Linked DNA regions of Mus musculus: region 1 is linked to region 2. The links are chromatin contacts, called in public Hi-C maps. All regions are on one chromosome and are shown on one strand. The core of a region is the stretch at or near the end of the contact, and the rest is flanking DNA. Distances in the headings are between cores, read along the strand shown.

Region 1 (2,700 bases), core at 90-2,589, 490 kb after region 2:
TCAAATAAATTTTTATTAATTTCTGATCAGTTGTTCTAAAAGAATAAAAGTAAGATATATATCCAGAAAAATGAGCCACATTAGTCAAATTTGATGCTTTTTCACATGCGATATAAAATTAAATGACCCATATTTCTGAACTTTATTTAGAAGAAACCTAATGTTTTAAAATAAACAAAAAACAAATTGATCCAAAGTATTTTGGATTGCTAAATTGAAATGAGTATTTCCTTTGGGAGTAATGTGTACCTTTTTCTTTCTATCTTTTTATACACACATACATAACCTTTAAATTGTGTGTGTGTGTGTGTAGGCGTGCACGCATGTGCACGCATAGAAATATATGCATGTATAAATAGTATATATATATATACTTTATAGGCATCTATATAAATACCACACACAAATACTTGCAGTATCTAACTCCTTTATAAAACAGGAGAAATTATTTTTCTAGAAGCCCACATGTGTGCAGTTTCTTATTCATTTCTTTATTAAATTGTAGTTATGTGTAAGATATTCAAAAATTAAAAAGAATTATACATGAGAGAAATCAAACATCAACCAAATGATGTGAATTCAATTTCAGTTAGTGTTCATAGAATAATGTTAAGAAAACAGCTCAAATGTGTTTATAAAATCCTGTTTAATAAAGATAGAAATCTATAAATTTGCCTAAAAACAGAAGAAAATGAGAATCAAGTCTCAGACTCATTGTTTCCATCTTTAAATGCCTTTTCTGTTTTTATGCTAAAGACACTAATAAAAACTATGATAATTGAAAATTTTGTACATTCCCTGATCATAATTTGCTAATAATTTCCTTCCTAATGATAATAATTTTGATCTATTCAAACACCAGTTTTATTGAAAAATCTTTTTTTTTAAAGAAAAAAAATCTGAATTATAAATAATTGAGCCCTATTATTGTCTGTGTGTGGGCCAGGGAGTAGGAGAAAGTGGAGTAGTTAGCCTTAATTATCTGGATAATTTATTTCTGTCAACCCAGCCTTGGTGCCCTTTCCCTTCGAAATTGAAAAGTTATATTAGAAATTACAGTTCGTCTTAAAGGAACTATAACATTAGAGATGACACTTCGGCACATTTGTGGATAAGTTACTTTCGCTATGTCACCTTTCCTGGTGATAGTTGTGCAGTTTTCCTATCTTAGGACGGAGACTGAGAGCAGATGACAGGAGGGTCAGGGGACTCTTCTTTCCCTCAGAGGCTCCGGCCATTGCCGTCTGCAATCAGATTGTTAGCATGTCAGCTCAGTCTATCAGAGTCCCTTGAGTGCTGTTCTGCCTGCTAAGAGAAAATACCTTGTGTGTTGGCTGTGGGTGTCTCTTAACAACACTCTGTCACTCAGCCATGCAGCCTAAATGGGGCATGGAGCAGAACCTTCACACCAGTGTGCAATAACTGAGCTTCCCAGCTCGTGTGTCCTGACCTCATAAGAAGACGCAGTCAAGGACCAGGGTGAAGAGCCAGGCTAGGCTTGATGACTGCTGACCTTCACTTGACTGTTAAGAATGGCAGCTTCTTTTACACCAGTCACTCAGAAACAAATGTAATAAAACAGTTTTTACTCAGAAAACCAATAAGGCGTTTCTTCTATGTAGTGTGAAATGCAGCCACTAGATGACACCAAGAGATAGTTTCTATATGTCTTCTTTCTTATATGTTTCTATATATCTGATCTCAGTTATCTGTTCAAAAGGTAATATTCTAGCTAAGATTTCTGGTAAGGTCACAGATGTAGGCCAAGTGAGAGTTTGAATTATTTTTTAAATGGCCTTTTCTTTTGGATATTATCACTTACCTCCTAACCAGTAAGAGGAGCAAAATGAATCAGAAATAAAAAACAAAACACAAAACTAAACATGAGGTCATTCGGATCCTCAACCTTAGCCTTCTCCCTTTGGCTTCCCAGCGTACCTCAAGGGAGTAACACTGTGATTCAGGGAGGTCCTGCAGTACCATTATTATCAAACCCTCTAATGGGCTTGAAATAAAGTCTCCATTTTCTCTCTAGAATTCAGTTTTGTAAGCAAATCTTAGAAGTATCTTAGAATAATATTGCTATGTGACTGGCCTGTTTTGATGCCCATGTCTGCATAAAACAAGAAGTTGTAACAATATCAATGAACTCTTGAAAGACTGCCTATATTTCCTTCAAAAGACAACTGATATTTCATCTCAGACTTATATTGTGAGTGACCCATAGTAAATTAAAGTAAGTTGCCTTTGGCACTATAGAATTTTTAAAAAAAAAAATGGTTTCTCTATATGATATGATACTCAATAGCAAGATTCTTATGTAGTTAAAAACTGAATATTTCACATATCACTACCTGACTACTATGTCTTCAGGGGTCTGCAACCTTAAAGATACATAAAGAGGATGTAAACACTAAATTAATAGTTATCAAAAGTGTTTTAGAGTGCTTCATGATCAAACTCCTAAGTAGAACTTTGAAAAGAATTGATAGCAATTTAATTTGGCCTACCATTTCCAAAAGGGAATAGTTTTTTTTTTTTTATTTGTCTACTATTAGAAAAAAAATTGCAATACATGCTCTTGATTACAAAAAACATCTGGTGAATATAAGTTTTTTCAATTCACTTTTAGAAAGCAAATTGAAAAAAAACCATAGTATGTTTGTAGACTGAAGAATAATTAATTAAAGTATGCTGATC
Region 2 (2,700 bases), core at 184-2,683:
CTCTGACAGAGTGTGAAGCTAACTCTGGTTGCTCTAGAGTTGGGGGTGGGACAGACCGGTGCGAGCACCGAGGCGGCCATTGTTTCTCATTTCCAGGTGTGTAACATCTGGGGAATGTGAATGGACTGGAAGCACCCAAACAAGGAATTGTGACTCTTCCCTTTACAGCCATCTTTAAAAACGAGCATCCATATTCAGGGGCTCTTCATTCTCTAAGGAGGAGGCCTCTAAGCCAGTATCTCATCAACGGAGTTTCTGCCGTGGAGAAACACTCCCACAGTCTTCTGCTGCCTCCCGCATTTGAGCAACAAGAACAAGTATGTTCCAAGGAAAAGTTTCCCCGAGTGCAACTTTATTAGTAGTGGTTGAATGTAGTGGGCGAAAAAGGAAAGGGGGGGGGGTGGAGAAAAACATTCATTGGGAAGGACTGTGATGGGATGGGGAGTTGGGGGCGGGGTGCAGAGCAGGAATGGGGAGATGGAATGTGGGTATGACCTGAATGTATCGTATACACGTATAGAATTCTCAAAGAATACATAGAGGTAACCGGATGCATAGGTAAAAGAAGATGGCCTTATCTGACATCAATGGGAGGAGAGGCCATTGGTCCTATGGCGGCTCCATGTCCCAATGTAGGGGAATGCTAGAGCAGTGAGGCAGGAGTGGGTGACTGTGTGGACGAGCACCCTCATAGAGTCAAAGGGGGAGGGAGAGCGGGAGCGGTGGGATGGGGGCTTGTGGAGGGGAAACCTGGAAGACGGAGATCATTTGAAATGTAAACAAATAAAATGATTAAAAAATAAAAAGAAAGGTGAACATTTATTTGTCTCCTGTTGTTCTAGAATTAGATGGTACAGTGAGCTGTGCTCTGTAGCGCAGATATTGATTCATTTTTTCATGAAAGTTGTTAATAACATATTTTTTCCTAGCCATGGAATTTTATGCAATGCTCTCTTTGAGCTTGGATCATTTGACCCAAGACCTGCTTACCACACTTGTTTTGTATTCTGTGAAGGTTTTTTTTTTTCTTTTTAAATTGGCCTTTGACTGATCCCTGCTAGCATTGTCACCTACTATGTTACAACATTCACACAGGAGCCAACCTCCTCAGAGGTGAACAGTAATTCGGACTCAGTTATGAATAGAGATAAATCAAATTATATCACTTATTTTGAAAGAAACAACAGAAAGAACATGCAGGACTCCGGTTTGAGACTACAGGTTTGACATCCCCCACTTAAACAAGAGTAAATATAGTGTGATACAAGAGATGGGGTGAACTTCTGAGAGCAGAAAATGAAGCTTTGACACCACTGGGGCACATGGCTGTCAATGAGTAATATCCTTAACAACTTCTCTTGTTCTCGTTTGTGAACGTAGCCTGTGGGATTGCAGCTGCACTATTATAACATTTTATGACTTGCGGCAAAACCGGACACATCTCCTTGCATTATTTTCATCCTTAAGATATTTTCCGTGGCGCCCACAATGGTATCTGGGACTGACAAACGATGGAGGTAAATGAATGACATTTTCTACAAGAAAGCCTGCTCACCGATGCTATTTCCAGATGCTATTTCAATCACGACCACCAGAGGGGAGTATTTACCTTGGAGTCACGATTCTCTTCTCTAAGGAGGCTGCAGGAGGAATTGAGCTCTGTTTTGTTTTGCCTGGGCTGCTGCTTTGTAGAAGTGGTTTGGTCCCTTGAACAGGGAGCAGTTTTAAGTGTTGTGTATCCGTCTATACCCAGTCCACAAGCGTTTCTTCTGAAAACTTTTGAGTCCCCTTTCTTCCAATTCTGCGTCGACATGATGCGTCTGGGTAATGGGTTCCTTTTCAGACTTCATAATTGTATATGGAGATGAGAGTGAGAAATATACTTCAAAATTTTCACTTTGGTTGATGCAATTAGTGTTTTATTAAATAGGGACAAAATCTCGAAGTGGATTGCTTTTAATAAATTGAACCTATATAATTAGACAATGTACTCTTAGAAAATAAGGAAATACTCTATCTAAAAGATAGAAAACACCTGAAATCTCTGTTGGGAGAGATAATTCCATGCAGAAAGGTTGTGTTTTTTCTTACAAATGGAATACAGCAATCATAAATCCAAAAAATAAAGGTCTGGGATAAGCTGGGAACGGAAAACAGCATAGATTCGGGCTCCTCGGCTTTCTGACTACAGGACAATGATTTGTGCGAGATAATCTCTAATACTAGGTCTACAGCTAGCCTTCAAGACTACTTCCAGTCGTTGTGTTCTCATGAATGTGGTTTATATAATTCTGGAGTTCTCACCGAGTCTGTACAAAGATTACTTTGATACAGAAAAGAAATGGGCTGGAAATGAGGGTTCTGCAATTAAGAGTCCTCGTTGTTCTCTCAGAGGACCTAGGTTTAGGTCTCAACATCCACATGATGATGACCTACAGCTGCCTGTCATTGCACATCAGACAATCAGATTCCCCGTTCTGATCTCTGAGGAAACTAAGCACGTGTGTAGTGCACATAAGTATGTACAGGTACCCACACATACACATCAAATAAAGTAAGCAACTCTTTAAAAAAAAGTGTATCTTCTGTCCTTTTTGAGAGAGACTAGTTCTACCCCTACCTTCACCACATTGCTTGAAAACTGGTATTTGGTCTTGAACTTCCTACTGTCTGTTTTTATAAGGGAAGAATAGAGACTCA

The links. A called contact is a pair of places that touch in the nucleus more often than the background predicts.
Region 1: a contact with region 2 is called in a Hi-C map of the N1E-115 cell line, with 11 times the contacts expected there. The contact joins two enhancer-like sites. A contact is called at or near these places in 4 of 484 Hi-C or Micro-C datasets (the N1E-115 cell line, cerebral cortex and cortical neurons).

What each region holds. Positions count from the first base shown.
Region 1 is chr13:115,724,127-115,726,826 of GRCm38.p6, forward strand. No RefSeq gene overlaps it. Among named protein-coding and RNA genes, the nearest start is that of Isl1, 580 kb to the right of the region's middle. Within about 2 kb of position 1,340, at least 10 of the 459 cell types and tissues checked have an H3K27ac peak or open chromatin away from gene starts, as enhancers often do. A contact at or near this core is called in the N1E-115 cell line, where this site is marked.
Region 2 is chr13:115,229,073-115,231,772 of GRCm38.p6, forward strand. No RefSeq gene overlaps it. Among named protein-coding and RNA genes, the nearest start is that of Gm25985, 110 kb to the left of the region's middle. Within about 2 kb of position 1,434, at least 1 of the 459 cell types and tissues checked has an H3K27ac peak or open chromatin away from gene starts, as enhancers often do. A contact at or near this core is called in the N1E-115 cell line, where this site is marked.